7 separate regions of the Mus musculus genome follow, and all the other regions are linked to region 4. Evidence: chromatin contacts called from public ChIA-PET, HiCAR-type and promoter capture Hi-C data. All regions are on one chromosome and are shown on one strand. The core of a region is the stretch at or near the end of the contact, and the rest is flanking DNA. Distances in the headings are between cores, read along the strand shown.

Region 1 (3,452 bases), core at 668-3,167, 930 kb before region 4:
TATGGATGCCCAGGCGCTAAATCTCCAAGTGTGTCCAGTGTACCAGGCCCTATGCCACTCAGCCCCTCCCACCTCCAGAGACCCATGCACCTCTGCCTCAGAGCACTGAAATTATAGGAAACTGGCCCCACACTTAGGTGGACTTCACAATCTCCCTGCCCTGACATGGGGACTGGCACATACAATTTCAAATTAGAGCAGAATTCATCCTTGCCTTAAAATGAATATGATTTCAATTTACACCCCCAAAAATGTGGTACTGGGCCATGAAAACACCAGCAACTGTCTGTTACAGCTCCCACCCAAGGCTTACCAGACACACAGTCCACCACCACCAGAGCTCCATCGGTGACACGCAAGGCAGCTGTCACCTCTGAAGAGAAGTCCACATGGCCTGGAGAGTCGATGAGGTTGATGAGGAAGCCCGAGCCATCCTTGCTCTGCTTAATGAAGTTCAGGTCGTTCTCAGAGAGCTCGTAGAAGAGGGAGATGGCGCTACGGAGAGGAAGAGGTCAACAGTCCATTCAGCATCTGACCAAGGCAGGCTAGGCAGCACACACAAGCATGTCACAGAGAGGACCCTAAACACGCCACTATTTGTCCACTGGCAGCAAACACACCCGAGTGACACCCAGAGCACAACCCCTCGGGGCTGTCCCCTCACTCACGTGGATTTGATTGTGATGCAGCGCTCCTGCTCATCCTTGCGAGTGTCAGTGAAGCGCGTCTCCCCAGCTCGGGCAGAGGCAATGATGCCAGCCTTGCACACAAGGGAGTCGGTCAGCGTGGACTTGCCGTGGTCCACATGGGCGATGACTGACATGTTCCGGATGTTGGCTTTCTTGTCCATGATGGCACGGATCTGATCTACTGTGAAGTTCACCTGTGGTGGGGGGATGGGCAGCCAGGCTGATTCTGGGAACCCAACTTGGCAGGCATCGGTGGGTCAATAGCACCCCACAGCAGGGGCAGGAACCAGATGTCGGCCCAAGATTGGAGCTGAGCTCACAGTGTGACTCAAACGTACAACCCAGGACCTCTGAAATAAGCATCAAAAGTTCACAGATGTGTCCACAGCTCTAAACAAACGCCGAAACCGACAACTGCGACACTTAAGAGCAAGCCTGTGCTAGAAGACCCTATCTTGAGGCTCAAGTCACATAACCTCAGCACAAGAATTCAAAGCCAAGGTGCACGGCCACCTCGGCACTGCAAAGATGCCGGATTGATTGGGACCAAAGCACGAAAAAACCTCCTCTGCTACACACACCTCTTCCCCAAACCACTGGGTGCTGTGCGCCAAGGTCAAAGCCCGGATCAAAGGCCACAATGCGCCACTAGGCCCAGTGAGCCACTTTCTTAGATTATGGGGACCGGTGCTCACGTGTGAACTCAGATAGAAAACAGAGACGGGGGCTACCGGAAAGGGCCCGGAAGGCGTTCAGCCCACTGGAGGTGTCCAAGGAAGCCAGCCCTACAGGCTGTCACCTCCCGAGGACACCCTCCGCCCGTCACCAGGGGCGCGGGGACGGCGCTTTGCCCGCTGCCACATCACCAAGCACAACCCCTCCCGCAGTCACCCCGGCGGCCGCGGGGAGTTGAAGGACTTCAAGAAAACACCCCGACCTCGGCAGTTGACACTCCCAAGGCCCTCAGGGACGCGCAGATATGGCGCCGCGGCCCGACCACGTCCTGCCGCCCGGGCCAGGGCAGCCATGTCTCTTCCTCCCGTCCCTCTCAGCGTCCCGCTACAGCCACGTCCCGCTGCCCCAGAGATTCGTCTCGGTCCCCGAGTCTAGCGGAGCCGAGGAGACTCACCATGGTGGCGGATGGCGACGGATTCTCAGAGTCAGAGGTGAACAGGGAAGCGCGCCGACGATGGCGGCGGCTGCGGCGGAAGAGACCGCTGACGTCAACGCCCGGCCTTTTATAGGTCGACGCCGGTTGGGTGCGTCACGTGACGGCGCCGGGTGCTCGTCCGGCCGGGTTGGCTAGGAGCCAGCTGTGGACGGGTCTGCGCATGCACAGAGCGCGGTCTTTGGGACTTAACACTTGAACTGCCGTGGGAGTGGCTGCGGCGCGGCCGGGGCGTGGCTAGCTCAGTCTCTGGACCCTGGGCCAAGATCCACGGATGGGTTTTTAAACATAGATTCCTCAGAACACAGTTGCTTACAACATGATTCTTGAAAACCTTGTAGGTCAATAGGAAAAAGACTTTGAAATTCGGACCGGTCAGTGGGTTGTGCCAAAGTTCAATTTCCTGGGTTTGAGACTGTTATGTAATTTGACACCTCTGGGAAAAGCTGGAGAAAGGGACCCTTGAGGCCACAGATTTATTTCTGCAAAACCTTGCTTGTATTTTTATTACACTTTTTCGTTTGTTTGTTTTGGAAACAAGGTCTTTGGATGCAGCCCAGGACCGCACCAAATCATGAAGATCTGCCTTAATCTACTGCGTCAGTGCTCGGACTAAAAGACTGTGCCAACACACCACGCTCTCATGAAACTTTTTTTGTCCGGAGACAGGATCTCGATAGAACAGGCTGGCCCTCAACTGGGTTGGCTGTAGAGGTTGTCCTTGAATTCCTGATCCTCCTGCGGGCAAAAATGCAACAATTATGATAAAACCAAAACAAAAGGCAGACAGTAGTGGTGCACGCCTTTAATCCCAGCATTTAGAAGGCAAAGACAGGAGATCTTTGTTCAAGGCTAACCTGGTCTACAGAGTGAGTTCCATGACAGACAAGGCTAAATCAAGAAACCCTATCTTAAAAACAAACAAAAAGGCGGGGCGTTGGTGGTGCATGCCTTTAATCCCAGCAGAGACAGAGGCAGGCCAATTTCTGAGTTCGAGGCCAGGCTGGTCTACAGAGTGAGTTCCAGGACAGCCAGGGCTACACAGAGAAACCCTGTCTCAAAAAAAAAAAAAAAAAAAAAAAAAAAAAAAAAAAAAACGAAACAAAACAAAAAAACAACAAAAAAGATAGATAGATCAGCACGTGGAGCTAGGCGGGTGGCAGCCAGCTGTCATTCCAGGACTTGGCAGATGGAGGCAGGGTCTGATCTCTGCAGGGAGATCAGGAATTCAAGGCCATCCTTCCTTAACTTACACAGTGAATTCTAATGACATCCTGGGCTACAGGAGACCTTGTTTCAAAAACAAAACATTGCCAAACCTGTCCTTTCTTGGATTTTGTCACTTGTCTCCTAAATTTTTGCACATTTAGACAAGGTTTCATTCAGTAGCCCATAACTCGTAGCCTTGGCTCCAGCCACTATCTGAACAAAGCAAAGAGAAAGTGTGTTTTTCAAGAGAGCCCTCGATGCTGACAGTGCCGCGTGTGTCCAGCAGGAGGCATCGCAGGACCGTGAGCATGGCTGTCCCCGCCTGACCCTGGGTGCGCAGCCTTCTGCACACAATAGATGCTCATTGTTTCTGCGTTCAACTCGTG
Region 2 (3,609 bases), core at 312-2,811, 820 kb before region 4:
TTGTATTACAAGTAGGGGCAGAGCCAGCCATGAGAACACAGAGTGCAAAGATCTGGAGAACTAGGATTGCAGCATCTTTCTGCAAACATCTGGATTACTGCCTCCATTTCAGGGCACCTCAAGTTCCTGAGGTGCAAGTAATTCCAATTATTCCTGTTCCCATGATCCTGATCATGACTGGGGGGATTATCTGCAGGCATGAGAAAATGTATGGGTGTGAGCTCCAGACGCCACCCCCCCCCCCCAAGGCCGCTCTCAGATACAGGAAGGTCACACACAGGGCCCTTTGGGCTGTTTCCCTAGTCCTCTGTTCATGGGTTAAGATAGGATCTTGCCAGATTGTCCAGGCTACCCTTGCAATTTCTGGAGGTGGGATCCTCCTAGTCTCGGTCTCCCACACTTGGGAAGAGAGGCTGGCACTGGCTCTGTTTCCTTCTCTGGATTAAGCAAGTCCAGGGGACCCAAGATGACTAAGCAGCTGGAGGTGATTGCTGCCAACGCAGACGATCTAGGTTCAATCCCCACAACTGACTAGGTGGAAGGAGAGAACTGATTCCCGCAAGCTGTCCTCTGACCTCCACAAGCACACTAAATAATGTTTAAAAAAAAATCCAAACAAGTCTTCATCTTTTTGGGTCACAGTCATGTCTACAACTGACGGGAATCCCTGCCTGGTAGCTCCACCATATGGGATGCCCCACACACATACACAGCAGACCTGGCAAGAGAAAGATGGGTCTCCCAACCAGCCCTGCCAAAGTGGGGTGACCATAGCCTAAGCCCCTGTGTTGCTGACTCAAGAGGCTGGAGAGGGAGCTCTGTGATCAAGCGTGCTTGCTGCGTTTGGTTCCCAGCACCCCTGAAAGGCAGCTAGCTCTCAACCACCTGTAACTGACTCCAGGAGCAGAGGATGGGCCACATTTTTCTAGCCATCATGAATACTACACACATGTGCAGGTACTCACACACAGACGTACAAACAATAGTTAAAAATAACAAATCCTAAAAATACAAAAGAACCTAGTTGGAAGTATTACTAGGTCCTCTCTAGATGCTAGATAGCACACTGTCCTGGCACCGAGGTTCCCAGGCCACCGTCTCCAGCAGCCTTCCAGGAACTAGAGCCTTTTACACCATGTGTGGGTTTTGCTCATCGCCCCGTTGGCAGTCCATCTTACCCTAGTTAGAATAGCAGGGAGCATGAGAAAAGTATTCTTTTAAAATTCAGTTTATCAAGAGGTTGAAGTCATGGGAAAGTTAGTTCATTCATTTTGCAGACGAAGGGGTCAGGGTCGGGAATCCCAAAGGTTCCATCTGCCCGAAGGAGGAGAGAAAGGGAGGGCCTGGGCGAGGGGCGACCGGTACCTGCGGGGGGCTTCATGGCGGTCGGCTGCGCGCGAGGCGGCGACGGCCCTCCTCTGGTCCTCACGCCTGTGCGGTCCGGATCTCCTCGGAGCTCGCCTCACCTGAGCCAGTTCCTCTGCTGTGGCTCTCAGACTGAGGCGCCCGCCGCCCGCGAGCTCCGAGCACGCTAGGAAGGCGCGTGCGCGCGAAGGCAGCTGGTCAACGCGAGTGTGCATGCGCAGGAACAACCAGTCTGGCGCCGGTGCATCGCGGTTCCGCCCACATTATCCCGAGCTTGCCCTGTCAGTGGTGCGATTTTGCGCATGCGCTGAACACAGTGGAGCCCGCAATTGGCTGTCATAGGTGAGTGAGGCGGAGCCTTACGCACCCTCGGAACGCCAGGATGCTGTTTCCATGGAAACCTAACACCCTCTCTGCCTTGCCTTTTCTGTGAGGATTTCACTCTATACAGGCTGTGTGCGTTTGTGCTTGGTCTGTTCGTTCAATTCATTTCTTTTTGTTCTTCAGCCAGTTCCTCATGACTCCACCTTCTGAGTTCTGAGATGACCAGAGTGCTCCAGCATGCCTGGCTTCCCTCCCTCTCTCTCTCTCTCTCTCTCTCTCCCTCCCTCCAACCTTCTCTTCCTTCTTTCCTTCCTTTTTTTGACACAAAGTTTCATGTAGCCCAGGCTGGTCTGAATTTGCTGACAGGCCTCAAATTCGTAGCAATCCTCCTGCCCCAGCTTCCTGGGTTCTGGGAATGCAAGTGAGAACCGCCACGGGTTTTTGCTTGTTTGTTTTGTTTTTGTAAGCTGAGTGTGCTGACTTATACCTGCAATTTCAGTCCAAGTAAAACAAAACTGACCCAACCTGCAACCTGCAGGAGTAGCCTGGACTATATACCTTGTCTGAAAAAACATGAGAGATGGCTCTGTGGTCAAGTGTAGTTGATAATCGGTGTACTGCAAAAGCCAGGGCTGGCCCCTCCTTCCTGCACCAGCCTGTGGCACGTTAAGATGCCTCCTAGGAGCTGTTGGCGGCTCCTGTTAAAATGTTGGCACCATGACATCTCCTCAGCCTGGAGCTGTCACAAGAACTGTCTACAGTAGTGTATCACCTTTCCCAACACAACAGAGGTTGCCCCTCAAGAACACCCCTGCAGGAGCTGTCCTACAGGAACTGTCCCACAGTGATAGGACCTCATCTCCAGCCTCCTTGAGCAGCCTCACAGAGATGGCGCCTCAGCAAAAGTTGGCTGTGGCCTGGAAGGACTTTCACACTAACCCATGGGCCTGATGCAGGGTAAAGAGGGTGAGGGGGAAAAAAGTCACCAATCCCCGAACAGGAAAACCCACCAATCCCTGAGCTCCTCAAGCTCAGGACTTGAAATTCCACCAATCGTTAATCTGGAAATCTCTGCCCTGAAAAGCCCTGCCTCCTAAGAAATTCTATGTAAGCCCCGCCCTTTGTCTAATTCCCTAATGTTTTACTCCCAGGAGAAGAGGGAAGATTCATCTCTCCACACCCTGAACCCACCAATAAATCTCTTACATGAGATTTTCTGCTTGGTGTGACTTTCTCATCGGAAGAGCCAAGAAGAAGCGAGGTGAAGAGAGGGTGGGGGGTGGGAGAGCGGGGTGCGGGGAAACAAGGCTCCTGAGCTCCTCAGCTCAGCCGGGGATATCCTCCCCTGGGAACTGCAACACCTCTGCTGAGAGGGCTCCCTGCGTGGTTCCTGAGCTCCGTGTCTCCGTGTGCCCTTCCATCTGAGCAGAAACATCGACAGTAATAGCACAAGTCCAGAAGACTGGACTTCAGATCCCCACACCACAGGGCCGCTCACACCTCCAGGGGACCCCATGTCCTCTTCTGGCCACAGCAGGTGCTGTGTACATATGGTGCACACACATACATTTAAGTGTATGCACACAAGCACATAAGCAACTTTTAAAACATAGGATAGTGGAGAGACAGCATTTATTTTAACACGCATCTCAAAGTACAGTTCCTGTAGGGAGAAGCAATAGTCACTCCTGGTCCAAGGTCCAGAAATCTGCTCGAAATTACTCAGTCTAGGATCTGCCCAGGAAATGGCCTCTCCAGAGTCAAGACTGAGGGCCTTCCTGGCTCATTTGACTGACATAATCAAGATAATCCCCCTACGCCGGGCAGTAGTGACGCATGCCTTTTATCCCAGCACTTGGGAGGCAGAGGCAGGCAGATTTCTGAGTTTGAGGCCAGCCTGGTCTACAAAGTGAGTTCCAG
Region 3 (3,544 bases), core at 128-2,627, 790 kb before region 4:
TAATCCAAACAATAGAATACTATTTAACAATTAGAAAGGAGGACTGAACACAGCTCATCAGTTAAGAAGACTGACTGGCTGCTCTCACAGAGAATGCAGGTTTGTTTCACACATTGTAGCTCAGGACCACCTGTGACTCTGACCCAAGGTCATGCAACACTTTCCTCTGACCTCTTTGGGCACCAGAGACACACATGGCACTTAGACATGCAGGCAAAGCATTCATACACATAAAATCAAACCAAATAAATCTTTAAAAAAATAAGTTATTTACTTATTTAGATGGACAATGGTGGCGCATATTTTTTATTCTGAGCACTCTGGGAGGCAGAGGCAGGCATATCTCTGAGTTTGAGGCTAGCCTGGTCTACAGAGTGACTTCTAGGTCAGCCAGAAACCCTGTCTCAAAAACCAAATAAATAAGTGAAAATACGAGAAGCTCATGTCACATACATCAGGGTAGGCTCATGTGTTAGTGTGCTGTGCATGGCTCTTTTGATACAGTGTCTCATTCTGTAGGCCAGTCTTGGAAGACAGAGTACATGGATCTTCTGCCTCAGCCTCCAGAGTGTGCTGGGATGACAGACATACATCACCATGTGTAAAACTATAGTGTTCTGTAAAGCTTTGATCTGCAGTGAATGAAGCGTCTTTGTCATCTTTGTTGTCTAGCACAGTAAAAGCACGGTTTACACAGCATACATATTGTGTGAGGTGCTCTAGATATAGCAGGAGGCCAGGTATGGTGACTCACACCTACAATCCAAGCGCTCGGGAAGCTGATGCAGGAGGATTCTGAGCTTTCTGCATGCCACCCAGCCTGGGCTGCTCAGCAAGACCGTAGCTCAAACAAATGAATGTAAAAATAAGGCATACTGTGTAGTATCTGTAGGCTCTACTCAGGTGCCATGTCACTTCAGGAGACATTTCCTAGGCTGCAGGTATGGGTAGAATGATTACATTGTTAGTAACTGTAGTGATTGAGGGGCACAGTAGACCTCTTGAGCTTGAATTTATTCTGGCTATCAATAGATATTTGGTGGACGCCTGTATCTTCTTAAGCCGCGAGGAAAGACTTCAAGAATGTTCCATTCGCTGTAGGAAATCGCTTCCTGCCAAGCCTCCAGCCACACTCATTCAGTACCACGCGACCCTGGACAGCTCCGGGATGGAGGCCCTACTTCCGGAACTATGTTGCCAAGTAGTGTTTTCTATCGGAATCATTTGGTAGCTGCACTCATGTTTAGAAAGGAGAAAACTGCTTTCCGGAGCCAGTAGGCGTTGCAGAAGGATTGGCAGCAGCATCGACCAATGGACTATGAGTTCTGTCGAGTGGCACTGACAGTGTCCAATAGACGCTGATGTGGGCGGGGCGTAGGTAGCAGCTCGCAGCCCCGGGGGTCTCGGCTGGTCCGCTGCGGCGGGGTCCGGACCGCGGGGCAGTTGGCGGCAGGTGGCACTGGCTGGAGGCCTGAGGAGCTGTCAGAGGTACAAGAGGGGTCAGGGCGTGGCCTGGGCGTGGCGGGCTTGGGGCAGGGCGGAGCCGAGGGCCCTGGCCGACCGTGCCTGCCTGTTCACAGAGTCTTTGCTTCAGTGTGAGGCTGAGTGGAGCACACAGTAGGCGCACAATAAGTGATTAAGGAAAGACTGAGCTTGTCGCCCGCCAGCCCTGCCCCGACTGGCCCGATTTTGAGAGCACCCGAGGTATCCCTACCTGACCCTGTCTTCTAGCATCAATTGGGCGCCTGTTGTATGCACTTTGCCTTGTGTTCACAGCAGTGGAGGGAAGGACTTTAAGGGAGTTATTTTTGTTGTTAATTTTTTAAAAAATTATAGTAATTATGTCCTTTATAATATTCCTCTAGAATATTTTAATTTTAAAGTTTAACTTAATTTTAACCTTATTTATTTCATCCTAATTTTCTTTCGTATTTTATTTTCATTTTTTTTTTTGTTTTTGTTTTTGTTTTTGTTTTTTTTGTTTTTTGAGACAGGGTTTCTCTGTATAGCCCTGGCTGTCCTGGAACTCACTTTGTAGACCAGGCTGGCCTCGAACTCAGAAATCCGCCTGCCTCTGCCTCCCAAGTGCTGGGATTAAAGGCGTGCGCCACCACTGCCCGGCCTATTTTCATTTTTAAAATTTACTTTCCTTCTTTTTTTTTTCGACAAAATTTACTTTTCAAATTTATTTTATGTGTCTGTGTTTATGCACATGTGTGCAGTGCCCAAAGCGGCCAGAAGAGGGGAATAGATAGATCTTTCTAGGCTAGAATGGAACCTTGGTCATCTGCAAAAACAGCCAGTGCTCTCAACTGCTGAGAGTGTCTCTGCTGCTACTATCTTATCTTATTATTTCATTTCTTTATTTATATTTCTTTCCAAGTCAGGGTTTCTCTTTGTAAACCTGGCTGTCCTGGAACTCACTTTGTAGACCAGGCTGGCCTCGAACTCAGTAATCTGCCTGCCTCTGCCTCCCAAGTGCTGGGACTAAAGGCGTGCGCCACCACTGCCCGGCTGTATTTTCTTTTTAAATTTTGTTGTATTACTTTATTCTGAAGTAGGGTCTTCCTCACTGTCCAGGCTGGTCTCAAATGTGTAGCCGTTGTCCCGCCTCACCCTCCTGTGTACTAAGATGATAGTCACATCCCTTCAGACCGTGTATGTGCACACGTGAGGAGCCTAAACTTCCATATCAGTGTCTTCCTTGATCGCTCCCATAATTTAACATTTTACATATATGTGTGTTTTGCTTCTTTTCATGGCTGTGCACCTGTTGGGAACAAAATAAAGGGGGACCCTGGGGGCCCTGGGGAAAAGTGGGGGAGGAAAAGGGGTCTAACGTCCTGCTAGGGTTCCTGTGCTCTGGGCAGGCAGATGCAGGCAGAGCTGCCGGACGCTTTTCCACAGGGCCCAGGGTGAGCATGCCTGACTCATTTAAGAGCTTTATTATAGAAATGCAGGGGAGAGAGAGAGAGAAAGGGAGAGAGAGAGAGAGAGAGAGAGGGAGAGAGAGAGAGAGAGAGAGCGAGAAAGGGAGAGGGAGAGGGAGAGAGAGAGAGATTTATGGTCTTCCCTGTTGCTAGGTAACTGGGGAGGAGTTTAGCCTGAAGGTCAGAAGCTTGGGCCATTGCTTACATGACTACTGACCATGCTTCTCTTGAGGGGGCTGTGGGAGGTGGTACCTTAGTCAGGGGCCGGAGTTCCAGGAGCATGAGGGAACACCTACCGTGTCATTTAGGTGAATTATAACCATCGGGGTTCAGACCTCAGTTTGACTGGAGACCAGCCTTCAGTTCCCCACATGTACCCCTTATGTGCCTGGTGCCTGCAGAGACCAGGAGGGGCATTGGGTCCCCAGGAGCTGGATCTACAGGTGGGTTGTGGTCCACCATGTGGGTGCTGGGAACCAAATCCAGGTCCTCTGGAAAGGCACCCAGTACTTTCAGCATTGAGAGCCTAGAGCTGTTGACTGGGCCAGAGTGGCTGGACAGCATGTCCCTGTGGTCCCCTTTCTCCACCTCCAAAGTTCCAGGACAACCCAGAT
Region 4 (3,344 bases), core at 385-2,884:
TTTAACTGGCATAGGGTCTCTTTGTGTTGCCTAAGCTGCTTCTGAACTCTGACCTCAGGAGAGCCTTCTGAGCAGCTAGGACTGCATGAAGCACAAGTCTGGCTCAGACCAGATTTCTGTGCTGTCATGCTGGGAATGAAATGTGGGGCCCTGAACACATTCAGTGAATGTTTTAACACTGGACCACATCTCCAGGCCTCCTCCTCTTCCTGCCTTTTAAAATGGTATTACTATGTATCCATGGCCGGCCTGGAACTCCCAGAAATCTTAGTGCCCTTCTTTTGAAGCAGGGATCCAGTATAGCCCAGGCTAGGCTCATCCTGCCTCAGCGTCCCAAGGGATGGGATCACAGCTGTACAGTACAATGCCTTACAGCAAACATCCTCCTTGTTGTCTCTAAGGTGTTAGTTTCTCCTTCAAATAGGACCACAGTAAGGTCTATTAACTGTCACCAGCAAGATCACAGCTGAGCCTGAGTGAATTCAGGCGCCAGCAGTCAACACCACGAATCACCAAGCCCTCCACTCTTCAAGGGGGCTACATCACAGCTGGGCTGGGTACAGTGGTGGGGTCTGTAACCCCAGCAATGAGAGACTGTAGCAGGAACATGAGTTTGATATGACTCTAGGCCACACAGGAAGACCCTATCTTTAAAAGAAAAAATAATGTTGGGTATAGTAGTAAGTCTGTCATCCTAGTATTTGGGGTCAGAGCCTGGAGGATCAGGAGTTCAAAGTCAGCCTCTTATACATGAGATCCTGTCTCCAAAGCAGGCATTTGGGGCTGGAGTTGTGTTGGCAGAGTCCCTGCCTGGCATGCACCAAGCTCTTAGTTCCATCCCTGGTGCTGTATAAATGGGCTTGACTGTGCACACCTGCCATCCCAGCATTAGCAGTGAAGGCATTCGGATGAAGCCTTCAAGATCACCCACAGTATAGAGTTTGAGCTAGGACCCATCAGACACTGTCTCAAAGCAACAACAAAACACAGAAGGAGTTAGACCCGACTTCCTGAGTTCTCCCACTCCTTATGTTAACACTGCAACCTGCTAGGCGATGGGAGGTTCCACTTAGCAACTGTCGCTCACGTCTACCAAACTGCACAGGTGTTTAATCCCTGTACATAAAGAGAAAGACACCAAAGCTTTGGCAGGGAAACTAAGACATCTGCTCTAGAGGCCCTTGCTAGCTGTCCAGGTTGGGGATGAGATGGAAAGAGCCACCGGGTGGGTGGCCTAAGTGTCCTGGGCCTCTCCCCTGTCCCACTCTGTGCTTCGGGGACATCAGCCGGGTTTCTGCAGTCAGCTTCCTGAGGTTGGAAGATACACAGGCCTCAGCGTTCCCGACTATAATCAGGGACGATAGCAGGAGGCCTGCAACTTGCTATGTAGACCATGCAGAACTGTGTAACGTGAATTCAAACATGCTTCGGCCTAATGCTAGACACCGACATTACCGAGGGCTGGGATCTGACCTATAGGTCTCTACGGTCCCAACGCCTCTCAACACTAGGCTTGGGCTCCAAGGTCCCCGCAGCGCCAGCTCGGAGCCCAGGACTACGCCACTCTCCCGACCGCAAGGGCTTCACTCACCCGCCAGCGCCGCCATCTTGGCCTCGGCCTTCAGACAACCTCTGCGGTCCGTCCTCCAAAGAGTTCCGGTTCTAGTCCAACGCCCAAATAGACACCAGCGGAAACCCGCACCACAAGCCGAGTGGTTCTGACCCGCTTTATACCTGTGGTCGCGTCCGCGCAGAGTGCGCCACGGTCGTCCTGTGACAAACAGGAAACAGCGACAAAATAAAGAACTTCCACTTTATTCAGTATTAGGGAATGAAAAAGTCGCTGTGGTCGTCCCTGGGTGGGCTCGAACCACCAACCTTTCGGTTAACAGCCGAACGCGCTAACCGATTGCGCCACAGAGACGACATTAGTCAGCTGCTTATAGTATAACCCTACAAGGTTTGACAGACAAATTGTGAAGTGCGCTTGCGCGCTAAAGCAATGGCACGGGGCGGAGGGAGGGTGTTACCGACAAACAGCGCGTCGCCGAAATAGCTCAGTTGGGAGAGCGTTAGACTGAAGATCTAAAGGTCCCTGGTTCGATCCCGGGTTTCGGCAAGTGTTTTTAACTCATTGATGAACCTGTCTTCCGTTTTTGAGATTTTTGATTCGTTTTGAACCACAGTCTTGAATTAGTCCAATCCAATGTTGAACTTTTACGTTCTATTTACATATTAGCAATCAGTCCTGCATTCTTCCAATTAATAGGTCTAAAGCCATTACTGACTATGAAATGTAAAAGTATCGGGGTGAATTGTTTACACACCTGTCAGACTAGCACCCCAGAGAAGCAGGAGGATGTGTACGAGGACAAGTTCTTCCTCTCAAAAAGCCAAAATTATTATTGTTGTTGGTAATGATGTTGTTAAGTAACTTTTTTTTTTTTTTCTTTTTTGGTTTTTCGAGACAGGGTTTCTCTGTATAGTCCTGGCTGTCCTGGAACTCACTCTGTAAACCAGGCTGGCCTTGAACTCAGAAATTCACCTGCCTCTGCCTCCCAAAGGTAACATTTTTTTAAAATGGCTCAGCAGAGCATTGGTTCCTCTTTCAAAAGAATGGGAATTCAATTCCCAGCATCCCATAACCTTCTAAAACTCCAATTCATGGGTCTCTGATGGCTCTTTTGATCTCTCCAGGCACCAGGCATGCATGCAGTCAAAACACCCACACATAAAATAATAAAGTAAAATGAATAAATGTAGGTGGTTAGTGAGCACTCTCTCCTATCACGCAGAAGACCCTGGTTCCACCTCGGCACCACATAAACAAGGCATGTGTGGCGTGCCTGTCATTCCAGCCCTGGGGAGGTTGAGGCAGGAGAGTTAGGAGTCCTTGGCTAGACAGCAAACTCAAGGCCAACCATGATAATGAGAATGATAAAGGTCTGAACTGGTTCAGTGGATAAAAGCAGTTGACTGCTGCTAGACCTGAGTTAGATCTCTAGATCCCACAAGGTGGCAGGAGAGAACTGGAGTCCGAAAGTTGTCCCAGGCATGGGTACCAATGGCTCATGCTGCACATTTGCATGAGCACACACACTCGCAGACACACACACACATGAGCACGCACACACACATTATCCCTGCCTCTTATTTCCAGAGCGCTTGGCTTGGCATTAAGGGATGGGAGGTGGCTGTCATTTGGTAGAAAGTCAGTAACGCCTGGGCAGGAGTCTCATTTTCCCCATTTGTAAACTGAATAGAATCATATACATGTAGCACTCTCTTCCACTAATTTCCACTTGTTCAGTGATTTATTTATTTTGGGGTGTGTGTGTGTGTGT
Region 5 (3,799 bases), core at 407-2,906, 890 kb before region 4:
GAGGGCGATGCAAATTACCCCGGATCTGGGTCCGCCCGTCACCTCCCCCGCGCCCGGCCCGGCCCGCGCCAGGCCGCGCATCCCCGGCCTCGCCTGAAGCCCCGAGGCCCCCCGACACCACACCCTCCCCTGGGGAGGGAACCTCCAGTCTTGCGGAGGAACCTTTCTCCTCCTCCCTGAGCGTCCGGAACTAAAGGGAAGGGGGAAAAATTAAAATATCGAACGGGAGGGGGGGGGCTAAGAACGGTTACACAACAGGAGGGGAGGGGCGGCAGCCGGAAGCCGGGACCGCCACCGGCCCCGGGCGAGGGAGCCGCGGAAGCTCCGCCTCTTCTGCATAAACCCCGCCCCTGCACGCAGGCCCCGCCCAAACGCAGGCTCCACCCCCATGCAGCGCCGCGCCGGACGATTTCTAGTATCCATTGGCCCTCAGGTCTGCCACTCACCGCCCCTCCTCCGCAACGCCCCTCCCTGACCCGCCGCTATCGCGAGGCACTCTGGGATTTGTAGTTTATTCTCCAAGGCCACCTTCCAAAACAACAAGCACTGAAGATAAGCGAAAGAACTACAGAGCCCAGGAGAACCGCGACGACGCGCCCGCCTCCCAGACACTCCACCCCTCACCCCTTCCCTCCGCCTCTCTCGGGCCTTTTTTTTTTTTTTTTTTTTTTTTTTTTTTTTTTTTTGCAAAGCCCCCCTCCCTGTTTTGTCAGCCCCCTCCCCCCCTCCGCCAAGGCGCTCCATCCTGGCCAACTCCAACGTCTGCGCGCAATCCCGGATAGGCCTTCCCCGCCCCCCGCTTGCCCACTACCACTCGGAAAGGGGAGCGGCGCGCCCCGGGCCCTATTGCAAACTTAGCACGCGACGCACCCCTCAGCCCCCACCTTCGCCTTCGGTGAGGCCCGGCTCCCCTCCCCCGCGGGCCGCGCGCCGGGAACCCTGAGGCCGTGCCGCCCGAGTAGGGAGGAGGGATCGGGAGCGGGCTTGTGCCCTTCGCCCCGGAGGGACCCGGGCGGAGCCCCCCCGCCTCCCGACTCCTCTTCGGCTCTGGCCGGGCAATCTTGGTCTCCAGAACCCCTGAGCTACGGAGGCGCCCCAGATCCCCCATCCAGTCCGTTCCGCTCCGTACGGGCTCTCGGGGTGCGCACTGCGCCCCCGGCCGCGTCCCCACCCTGCAAGGAAATTAAAAAGGAAAGAAAGGAAAAAAAAAAGAAAAACAAAACCCACCTCTCCGGGAGAGGAGTCCCCTTCAGCCCGGGCAGCTTACCTCGCGGGGACCCGAGCCCGGAGGACGCGCGATCGGGGCAGCCCGCGGCGCGGACCTCGCTCGGGCGGGCGGCGGCGTCACTGCCCCTACAGTAGCCGTACAGTACGCAAAGCCCCGTATGATGCTCGCGACTCCCTTCCTGGTTTGTCCGAGGGCAAGAGGGGTCCTCCCTCGTCTTAAAGGTGCCGCAGCGCCGGCACCCCCACGCCCAGCCCGCCCCCCCGGCCACCGCGGCCAGAACAGGCTCTGCAGGTCGGCTCTTGCCACGTCCCGCGGGGCTGCGCCGCGAGAGCAGATCGGGCTGCGATTAGGGATTTGGGGGTGCCGGGCGGGCGGGGGGCGCAGCCCCGACCCATCGGCCCCTCCCCTGGCAAGCCCGTGACCTCTCCGCCCCGTGCGCGGCGCCGTGCCAGCCTGCTGGCTTATCTACGGCCCGGAGCACCCCAGGGTGCTGGGGGCGGGCAAGAGGGGCCCCTCGGGTTCAGGGGGTGGGGGCCGCAGATAAACAGCCCCGGCCTGTGCGCGCAGGGCGGGGTTCAGGGGGCGCGGGCTGTGCCCCCGAAGCCCGGGGCGGGGCGGGACCGGGTTGGCAATGGGGGCGGGAGTGCGGTGCGCACCCGGAGGACTGGGTGCCGGGGCGTAAGGGGCCCTCTGGCCCAAGGAGCTGAGATGAAGGCGAGGAAGTGACGGTCCCTTGCCTCACACCTCTCTCCAAGGCCACCAGGGCGCTGCCATGGTACCGCATCTCCCTTCTCTGAGCCTCAGTTTCCCCAAATAATGCAAGGAATCGAAAGGAGAAGAAAAGGTCTGTTGCAAGGTCGGCGAGGTTGCATCGGCGCTCCTGTCATCCTTGGCCTCAGTTTACCCAAGTAGTGCAAAGAACCCAGGAAAGGAAGAAAAAAGATCAGAGTCTGCATTTGAGCTCCAGGTCCCCTAACCCCCACATAAACCTCAGTTTACTCAAACTGCGAGGAACCCAGAGTTTGCAAGTACAGCTAGGTTGCTTTAGAGTGTCGGGTCTCCGTCCACCCCCGCCCCCATCTGCGCCTTAAATTACCAAAGCCATACCAGGGACCCCCCAGGGGAAGACTTGCAGGGCCGCGAAATGTCAGCTGAGCTCGGGGGTCCCGCCCTCACCGGTGCAGCCAGCCAGCAAACCTGCCGCCCCGCGATTACATAAAACAGTCGCCTCCACCCGGCTGTGCCAGGGGCGTAGCGCGGGGAAGGGGTTGGCGAGGGGCGGGGAAGGACGGTTGTTTTCCAGGCCTTGTAATTTTCCCCGCAGCCGGCTGGCTGGCCCGGCTGGTGTGGGGCGTGGACCCGGACCCTCGCAGGGGCGCCGCACAGCTCCGCAGGACAGAGGTGGGAAGTAGGAAAGTGCGAATCCAACCCTGCGTTTTCTGTTTTCTTTCTTTCTTTCTTTCTTTTTTTTTCACCCCCTTGTCCTTTTCTCTCCCACTTCCTCTCTGGTCGTGGGAGAGGTCTGGAGAGGGAGGGGAAGGCAGAGGAGGGGACAGGCGACATCCCGGTTCACCAGGCCTGCTGGGTTCGGGTTCCAGCACGCCACAGCCACCAGACGACCTGACTGTGGATCTGGCTCTGGGGAGGGGGCGGAGCGGGGAGTTAGAACCAGCGCCTGGCCTCAGTTTCCCCTTCAGTTCCCCTTCGTATGGAGACTGGCCATCCTTGCTTTAGCTTTAAGTGTGTCTGTCACAATATGAGATGTCAGCCTCCAAATGCCCGGTCCTTAATTTAGTTATTTTTCATTCATTGTTATTTCTGTTGTTGATAATATTTACAAACTGCCCCAGGTCGAAGGGAGCCCGGTATGTTAGTTTTGTTTTTCTTTTGTTCTTTTACATCAAAGCATCGACCCCCTCCCCGCATTTACCAACACATTTTTATAAACCGAATTAAAAGTACGGTTCAATCGGGCGTGGCAGCACACCCAGCACTCAGGAGGCAGGTGGATCTCTGTGAGTTCGAGGCTAGCCAGACTACACAGCGATTTCTAGGGCCGTTAGAGCTACAGTGACACCCTGTCTCAAATAAAAATAAATAAATGTACCCATCAACACCCAAATACATCTGGCTTTTTGTATAATAACTTGCCTTCAAAGGGGAAACCCTGGAGGTCCCCACAGGGGAAGTGGAAGCCCTGGGCCAGGCAGTGACACTAGCCAAGAAGATGGGGAAGGACTCCGGACAGCCACGTGAGCCCGGCGGGGGCGGGAGGGGGAACCCGGAACTTCAGCCCCAGACCAGAGCCTAGGAGCACTTAAGCACCCGGGTCGCCGCACCCGCCCTGCCCTGCCTGGGCCACGGGAGGCGGGGTCACCTGTTCCATGCCAGAATTCTACGCCCAAGGCTGAGGCTCCTCCCACCTACCTCGGTTTACCCAGGTCAGGGAATAAGTGGTCTGGGGACTTGAGGAGTCGCCTTGAATTCCGTCTTCCAACTCCAGCTGTTACCCCACCCCAGGCTAGACCCTCCTGAGAGACCAGCATCACCTGAGAGAACAGTTTTCTGATG
Region 6 (3,641 bases), core at 705-3,204, 860 kb before region 4:
ACCTTCTGGCTGCCCCTTTATCTTGTCCTTAGCTGCTGGGAAGCACCTAAGCCCTCCCATGTCTCCCAGTGGGTGTTTTAAGCCATTAGCTTTGGCTAGCAGGATTCAACCTCCAAGACCTAGCACCCCCTTCTCTGACATTTTTCATCATGGGCTTCAGTCTCTTAGGCACTTCACCCAACGCCTCAGGTCCCCCTCATGCCATTACTATAAGTTCCACACTGGAAAGCCTTCTCCCCATTCTTTCCTGGAACACCACACCCCAGGCCATCTTTATGCACTCTGGGGTCCTCAACAGCTGCCTTCAGACTGAGGCACTTCCATCATGCTGATATGCCCACAAAGGGGTGTCTCACCGAGTCTTTCCTGACAGAGGCCTCCCTGGTCTGGTATCACTCAAGGATTCTTAGGCTGTCCTCACCTGGGACACCCCTCTTTTCCCTTCAGGAAGACCAGCCTTCCCCTTCTCCTCCCAAAAAAACCTTATCCCTAACCTTATTTGATCAATCGTCCTTACTTGACCCTTTTTCAGGAAGGCTTTGTACCCAACTGCATCGCTCATCCCACCCCATCATAGTGAGTCTGTTACCCCCACACCCATCTCCAAGGGCACTGTCCACTTTCCACTAGGTCACCATGTACTCCCCAAGCCAGGCTCTCCCCTGCACCTCCCCTTGCTTCTTCCAACAGGTTCCTTCCCTCTGCCCCTGCAAGGCCAGCCTTGCCTCCTCAGACAAGTCATGCCTTCAACTGCTCCACTCACCTGGTACCCAGTCTTAAGCGCTAGGCTAGGCTACCCCGCACGGCCTCTGTTCCTCTAACCATACCACACCTCACACACACACACCCGGAAAGCCTCACTGCTCCCCTGATTCTCCTGGCCACCTTCAGGACGTCTTCTTTCTTGGGTCTCCAATTGCCCTGCCTCTCTTCAGGCCCCTCTCCTTACTCCAAGTCATACCTCTCTCTAGCTCCCCTTTCTTGGTCCCAACACCTGCAGGACCTGCCCCCCTCTTGTACCCACGCCGCCCCCTTTGCCCCCTGTTTCCCCTTCAACAGCAGAGATTTTCCCAAAGCCATTCTCTCAGATCCCTGCACCTTGTCCCCATCCCTACCCTGCCTCAGGCACTGCTACTCTCCAGACCAACTTTTCTAAAGCCAAGTTCCGGCCGAGGCCCCGCCCCTCTACGCTCACAGGACTCAGGGCTCTCCCCTTGGGCCACGCCCCTCTCCCATCTGGCCAACCTGATAAGACCACCAGCCTCACTGCTCTGGCCCCGACCCCAACCAGGCTTTTGTTCTAGTCCTCAAAGGCCACGGCCCTCTAAGCTCACAGGCCACTCACCTTAGACCACGCCCCTTTCCCCGGGCCAAGCTGACACACCACGTGACTCACCCAACTGGCCCTGCCTCCACCCCCCCCCCCACAACCCCCTCCATGCCCGGACCCCCAACCAGGCTTTGTTCCAGCCCTCGAACTCCACGCCCCTCTCACCTCCATCCACACCATTCTCAGGACCAGCCCCTGTCCTCCCGGGCGCTGCTATCCCTTCAGACCACACCCCCACTTGTGGTCACGCCCCCTTCACGCCGAGGCCCGCCCCTGTCCTCACACGCCCCGCCTACTCACTCAGAGGCGCCCTCGCTGGTGGGGGACGGGCCCTCGGCGATGGTAGGGTTGATAGTGAGTGCCGGTAACACCGGCTTCCTCCGGGCCAGCATCGGGGCTCCACGGCCAGCGGCGACGCCTCAGCCGGGGCCCATAGGGGGCGGCGCGACGCGGGCCCGGGGCTGCGGCCTAGGCCGGGCAGAAGGTGGAAGGCGGACGAGCCCGGAGCGCCGGGGCGAGCAGACCGACGCCGAGGCCGAGTGAAGCTGACGCTGCAGCGCAGCCGGGAGGTCGGGGAACAGGGGGCGGCCACAAGCTCGCAGGCCGAGCTCTCGCGAGATCTTTTTCTGCGAGGTCCCGCCCTCAACCGAGGCGCATGCGCGAGGTGGCTCCCCGGCCTACTGTAGAAGGGCAGAGGCGGACGCTGTGTTTAATGTTTGCGGCGGTGCAGTCGTCTGTCTGTACGATCAGCTTCCCGGGGTCGGCTGCGTGTGCGTCTCAAACGCGGGTGGGGTTACACACGGCAGGACCGCGAGGAGACAGACCTGCCAGCATCAGTCGACTCAGACTTGTTTAGTTTCATATATTTTCCTAGATTTGGCCGCTGGGACCGTAGGCCTGAGCTACCTTACCTGCTTCCTGCTTTGCTGCGGCCCCGTGTCCTATAGGCGAGAGCGCTACCCACTGAGCCCTACTTCCTGCTGTTTGTTTTGTTGCTTGTTTGTTTTTGTTTTTATTTTGAGACAGAGCCTCAGTACCCCACCCACACTGTTCTCGAAGTTACTGTGTTGTCCAGGCTTCACCTCCACTCCCTGCAATCCTCCAGTCCCAACCCCTAGTGTTTTACTGTTCTGCAACAATCCCATAGCCCTACAGACCTTTCTCACGGCCCTTCATTGAAGCTCGGGTATGGGTAATACATAAATTCCCTTGGTCCCCATCCCTGACGGTCACCATTTCAGTGTGTGAATCCGAACACTTCTTGTGGTTAGGGTCACTTATGTCTGGCTTGTTTTTCCTTTGCCCTCAAGGTCCATCCACAATGGTTTGGATGGCAGGGCTCTCGTCCTTTTCCTGGCCAAATAGCATTCCATTGTGTAGACATACCACTCAGGGCTGGTTCTTTGTCCAGGGTCACACTCTTGGAATTCAGAGTGTACAGATACATAGTAAAACCCCTGCTCTGGGCTCTTGAGCAGGCACATGGAAATCAGACTTGCAGGGTCTTGCTCTGCAGCCCACGGTGGCCATGAAGTTTGTTCTGAGTGACAGCATCTCACAAGGAAGTTCTCCGCGTTTTTTTACCTCTCAGATGGTAAAGATGAAACCCACCAGGGAGGCAAGCAGGCTTTCACCTGGCTACAGCCTTTATTCAGTTCAATGACTTTGAGAATGTATTTTTTTGTTACAATTTTGTGAGAACAAACCATTTTATTTTTTTAAGGTTTATTTACTTATTTATGTATGAGTACACTGTAGCTGTCTTCAAACACACACTAGAAGAGGTCATCTGATCTCATTACAGATGGTTGCGAGCCACCATGTGGTTGCTGGGAATTAAACTCAACACCTCTGGAAGAGCAGTCCTTGGTTGTTTTCTGAGACAGAAAAGAGTCTCATTTTCTGTCTCAGAAAACAACCAAGGACTGGGGTGTAGCCCAACAAGGGACCACTTTCTGCGGCTGGTAGTGGAACCCAGGTGAGTGTTCTGCCCAGTGGAGCCTGCCCCGCTCAGTTACTGTTTTATAAGTCTGTGGATTGTTCCCAGGCCAGCTGCTAAGGAGAAGCTGGGGAGAGACCTGGTTTACATCTGCCTTCATGCATCATTGCAGACAGAAGTCCGGGCCTCAAAACACCATAAATGTCACCACAGCGGTTTCCCAATCGAAAATCCTTGTCCACCAGCTGCACATGGAGCAGATCTAGGCAGGGGCCTTCCCTCTCTTTCTACTCTGTAGAAAGGATTGAACTCAGGGCCTCAGGCTTGGGTGCAAGCTCCTCTGCCCGCTGACCCTCTTGCCGATCCCAGTTG
Region 7 (3,712 bases), core at 8-2,507, 950 kb before region 4:
GCAGAGCATAAGGTCCCCTGCCTGGCTGGATTTCCAGACTCCATACAGACACTGCTGTGCCTCAGTTGAGTTGAGTCCTAGGGATTCTGACCAAGGTCCCCACGCACTCGAGACAAACACTTTATCCACCGAACCAGATTCTCAGCTTTTCTTGTTGACTCTCCTGCCCCACACTTAACCCTAGGACTGTGACCTCACCAAAACCCACACACCCCAAGTCCTAATAACCACACCCAGAGACTGAGGTGATAGTGGTGGTTTGCTCAGGACCTGGAGATGGGTGACAGGCAGCCCTCCCCACCCTGTGCTGTCCTATCCCTGCACTGACACCTGTCACAGACATCAGCCAGCGCTCAGCGGAACACTCAGTCAGCACTTAGACCCCAGGGCCCCACCTGGTCCAACACTGTCACCTGCAAAGGTCACTGCTCTCCAGACCTCAGGTCTCCAAGGGCCAGGGAAGAGATGGGCATCCTGGACACTAAGTGGAAGATCAGCCAAAGCCAGAGGGGAGGGGCTGACAGGAGCCAGAAGTCACTAGTGGTGGGTGTCCCCAGGTCATCCACCCTACCCCCACACACCACCATGCACCCGGTGACTGCAAGTTGTCTGGAAAGGAACTTCTCATCTCCTCGTCTCTCCAGCCATCAGGAGTAGGTCTGCAGTAATGGGTCACAGGTGGAATTTGGGGACACACCTTGGGTTTATGCATGTGGGACAGCCACAAAATCCCTTTAGCCAGGAGTTGTGGTGCGTGTCTTTGATCCCAGCGCTCAGGAGGCAGAGAGAAGAGGATTTCCCTGAGTCCAGGGCCAGCCTGGACATATCAAGTTCCAGGACAGGCAGGGCTACAGAGACCCTACCTCAAAAAAAAAAAAAAAATGGCTTTGGCTTTGAACTACAGAGAAGTTCAGGGAGCTGCATACCCAGAGGAGAACTGAGTTTGGGGACACAGAGAGTCCCCTCTTTGATCCCCCAGCTCTTCACCACCCACACCAAGACACACATGCATTCTTGGGGGTCACTTGGGTAGGATGGGATGTCCCTGGCTCTGCACCCTTTAGATGACAGCTCCTCCTGCCCGCTGTCCCACAAGCCTTCGGGACCAGCAGGGTCTGTGTTTCACTCATCCTTCGTTTTAACACAATTCTTTGACTTTTGGGGTCATTTCTGCCGCAGGAAGCCTGGGTGAGGGCCAAGGAGGGGAGATGGTTGGCGTACTTACTTTTGTTTAAGATCTCAGGGGTTGAAGGAGCCGCTTGGGGTTGGCGTGCTCGGCTTTATAGACACGACGCCGGCTCCCCGCCAGGTTATTAATAGCGAGGGAGCTGCTTGCCCTAGTATGGTCAAGAGCTGAGCGACCGCGAACGTGGCTAGGCCCGGTCTGCTACGTGCACCTGTTCCAGGCTGTGACGGGGGTGGGGGGTTGGGTCGGGTGGAGGTGGGGGCGGGATGGCGCACAGCAGTGCCCTCTGACCTACAAGAGGCTAAACCCGAGGGAGCTTGTGGGGAGGTACGAACTAGACCACAAACACAGATCAAGGATACATAGTGAAAGCCTGTCTCAAAAACGTATAAATGCGTCAATTAACTGATTAAGACTCAACTCAGGGGGCCTTGCTACTAAGCCCCAGACGTCTGACAAGGCTCATAACTTGGGGTGTCTGGTTACCAGCTTTGGAGACACAAGAACTCATTGGCCCCTGGAGTTTAAAGCGGGTTGAGAAGCCACAGGGGTTTGTCAGCTGTGTCGGCCCTATCAGCTGTCGTCAGCGTTACCTGAAGCCACGAGCCCGTCCTCACTAACCGGGTGAAGCCCTGATACGGAAACAGAAACCTGGTGCACACACCCGGAGCCGGCATTCTCCGGTCCCCCATTCCAGCTTGAACCTATCTGTTCTATATCATTCCTCTTCTGCCTACAGCTCAGCCCCACCTTCGTTCAATTTAGCTAACAGACCAATCTTCCCAAATAACGCTCCATTTCTGGGTCCCGAGGATGCTCTATTACACGTTCATATTTTTGTAAAATGTGGGCTTATCGGGAAAGCTCGTGAAGGGGCCTATGGCAACAGCTTTAAAAAAATTATTTATTTTATGTATATGAGTACACTGTAGCTGTCTTCAGACACACCAGAAGAGGGCATCAGATCCCATTATAAATGGTTGTGAGCCACCATGTGGTTGCTGGGAATTGAACTCAGGACCCCTGGAAGAGCAGTCAGTGCTCTTAACAGCTGAGCCATCTCTCCAGTCACTTTTTTTTTTTTGAGATGGGTTTTTAGGTGTAGTCCTGGAACTCACTCTGTAGACCAGGATGACCTTGAATTCACAAATCCGGATCCCCAGGCCTTTGCCATCCCACATGGCTTCTCTATGAGCTTGTGTCTGTGCATCATGTGCACGCCCCATGCCCATAGACAGCGGAAGGTGTTGGATCCCAGAATCTTGACCTACAGGTGGTTAAGCTGCCATAGGGTGTGGGACTCAGAGAGGGCAGCCAGCATTCAGACTTTGGAACCTGGCCTGGCTCTCTCCTGCCGCCTCACAGTGGCTGTGCACACGACAGCATCTGAATGCCGCAGACCCCGTTACTGCTCATTATACAAACTGACCCAGAGCCCCAGGGACAGATCAGGCAGGACTCAGCTGTCACAAACTGCCTCGGCCTCCACGAGTTGGGATGACAGGTGCATATCCTCTAAGTGTCCTCCAGGTCTCCCCACACCCCCGCAGTGTGTCCTTTTCGGAGCTGTGTGATACTGCGGGTCCCCACTGAGATTCAGCTTTACCAATTGAGCCTTGCACGTCTCTATGTGAACTGTGGGTGACACCACCCTTGGTGTGTGGTGTGGCAGAGCCATAATCTCTTCGGCGGCGTAGGAGAGCACCTATCGTGGGGTTGCTCGCTCCCACCCTCCCTGCGGGGCGTGGGAGACAGGCGACAGTACGTGGAAAGCAGCTTTATTCTGGGGGTGGGTCGGGGTCTGGGGGTGCCGCAGCCTAGCGCACGCCGCACTCAGCCTGCAGCCGTTCCTGCTCCAGCGCACGCACCAGGTCGCGCACGAATTGCACCTCAGCGGCCACCTGAGCGGCTAGCGCGTCGTAACGGTTCTCCAGGCGACACAGGCGACGCTTCAGGCCCCCGGCACCCAACAGCGCCGCCCGCGCCTCCTCCTGCGCGCGCGTGCGCAGAGCCTCGGTGCGCCCCAGCTCCGTGCGCAGGCGTCGCAGGTCGCGCCCTAGCCCTGCGCTCCCGTCGCGGCAGCGCGCCTCCCGCTGCTCGGCGGCCGCGCGCAGCGCACACACGCGCTCCCGGCACTGGCGCCTGCCTCGCTGCAGCTCGCGCAGCCCCTGCTCTGCCGCCGCCACGTCCTCCAGCACGCGTGAGAAGCGCTCGAAGCTGGCGTAGCTCGTGTTGCGCGGCATGCTCGAGTGGGACTTGAGGCTGTACTCGCGCAGGCGCGCGGCGCGCAGCCGCCGTCGCTCTGGCTTCCGGGCGCCGTCCTCGCGCCTGCGCACCTGTGAAGAGCAGAGCTGCGGCAGGGGCCCACGTCTACAGCCCTCCCTCCCCGGAGCTCGATCCCGGGGTCCAGAAGCCTCACCTTGATCCAGGAATGCTCCAGGCTCTGTGCGATGGTCATCCTCCTCCTGCGGGATGGGAGGGTCAGCCCTCTGGTCACTCCACCCAAGGGACCCCGCATGACCCCCA

Evidence for each region. Promoter capture Hi-C pulls out the DNA fragments that hold promoters and counts their contacts. ChIA-PET counts read pairs in DNA pulled down with a chosen protein or histone mark. HiCAR-type assays count read pairs that join an accessible place to other places. Capture Hi-C pulls out chosen DNA fragments and counts their contacts.
Region 1: a contact with region 4 is called in a HiCAR-type map of kidney, with 3 times the contacts expected there. The contact joins the promoter of Eef2 here to the promoter of Ndufs7 in region 4. A contact is called at or near these places in 3 of 39 promoter capture datasets (liver, neutrophils and pre-B cells), 1 of 484 Hi-C or Micro-C datasets (B cells), 3 of 115 datasets of contacts at active chromatin or transcription factors (kidney, large pre-B cells and pancreatic cancer cells) and 1 of 9 other capture datasets (liver).
Region 2: a contact with region 4 is called in an RNA polymerase II ChIA-PET map of memory CD8 T cells, with 22 read pairs. The contact joins the promoter of Thop1 here to the promoter of Ndufs7 in region 4. A contact is called at or near these places in 1 of 115 datasets of contacts at active chromatin or transcription factors (memory CD8 T cells) and 1 of 9 other capture datasets (adipose tissue).
Region 3: a contact with region 4 is called in a promoter capture Hi-C map of liver, with 4 times the contacts expected there. The contact joins the promoter of Slc39a3 here to the promoter of Ndufs7 in region 4. A contact is called at or near these places in 2 of 39 promoter capture datasets (liver and pre-B cells) and 1 of 484 Hi-C or Micro-C datasets (B cells).
Region 5: a promoter capture Hi-C map of liver shows a contact between it and region 4, with 3 times the contacts expected there. The contact joins the promoter of Zbtb7a here to the promoter of Ndufs7 in region 4. A contact is called at or near these places in 3 of 115 datasets of contacts at active chromatin or transcription factors (bone marrow-derived macrophages, cardiomyocytes and pancreatic cancer cells) and 1 of 9 other capture datasets (liver).
Region 6: a promoter capture Hi-C map of liver shows a contact between it and region 4, with 4 times the contacts expected there. The contact joins the promoter of Map2k2 here to the promoter of Ndufs7 in region 4. A contact is called at or near these places in 3 of 39 promoter capture datasets (cranial neural crest, liver and pre-B cells).
Region 7: a promoter capture Hi-C map of liver shows a contact between it and region 4, with 5 times the contacts expected there. The contact joins the promoter of Atcayos here to the promoter of Ndufs7 in region 4. A contact is called at or near these places in 5 of 39 promoter capture datasets (hippocampal neurons, liver, neutrophils and 1 more), 3 of 115 datasets of contacts at active chromatin or transcription factors (Th17 cells, cardiomyocytes and pancreatic cancer cells) and 3 of 9 other capture datasets (adipose tissue, liver and macrophages).

What each region holds. Positions count from the first base shown.
Region 1 is chr10:81,175,096-81,178,547 of GRCm38.p6, reverse strand. It overlaps Eef2 (eukaryotic translation elongation factor 2), which reads right to left and starts at 1,917. Exons shown (of 14, transcript NM_007907.2): 1 at 1,819-1,917; 2 at 669-883; 3 at 314-495. The coding sequence starts at 1,821.
Region 2 is chr10:81,068,035-81,071,643 of GRCm38.p6, reverse strand. It overlaps Thop1 (thimet oligopeptidase 1), which reads right to left and starts at 1,561. Exons shown (of 13, transcript NM_022653.4): 1 at 1,366-1,561. The coding sequence starts at 1,381.
Region 3 is chr10:81,035,148-81,038,691 of GRCm38.p6, reverse strand. Slc39a3 (solute carrier family 39 (zinc transporter), member 3) reads left to right here and starts at 1,377. Exons shown (of 4, transcript NM_001358898.2): 1 at 1,377-1,488.
Region 4 is chr10:80,247,739-80,251,082 of GRCm38.p6, reverse strand. It overlaps Ndufs7 (NADH:ubiquinone oxidoreductase core subunit S7), which reads right to left and starts at 1,634. Exons shown (of 8, transcript NM_029272.4): 1 at 1,592-1,634. The coding sequence starts at 1,607. It overlaps n-TFgaa3 (a tRNA gene), which reads left to right and starts at 2,047; the gene lies at 2,047-2,119. n-TNgtt7 (a tRNA gene) reads right to left here and starts at 1,924; the gene lies at 1,851-1,924.
Region 5 is chr10:81,134,128-81,137,926 of GRCm38.p6, reverse strand. Zbtb7a (zinc finger and BTB domain containing 7a) reads right to left here and starts at 1,656. Exons shown (of 3, transcript NM_010731.3): 1 at 1,228-1,656.
Region 6 is chr10:81,104,228-81,107,868 of GRCm38.p6, reverse strand. It overlaps Map2k2 (mitogen-activated protein kinase kinase 2), which reads right to left and starts at 1,954. Exons shown (of 11, transcript NM_001347144.1): 1 at 1,631-1,954. The coding sequence starts at 1,722. It overlaps Mir5615-1 (microRNA 5615-1), which reads left to right and starts at 3,196; the gene lies at 3,196-3,255. Mir5615-2 (microRNA 5615-2) reads right to left here and starts at 3,253; the gene lies at 3,194-3,253.
Region 7 is chr10:81,192,236-81,195,947 of GRCm38.p6, reverse strand. It overlaps Atcayos (ataxia, cerebellar, Cayman type, opposite strand), which reads right to left and starts at 1,257. Exons shown (of 3, transcript NR_015477.1): 1 at 1,226-1,257. Dapk3 (death-associated protein kinase 3) reads right to left here. Exons shown (of 9, transcript NM_001190474.1): 8 at 3,606-3,651; 9 at 2,751-3,522. The coding sequence ends at 3,004.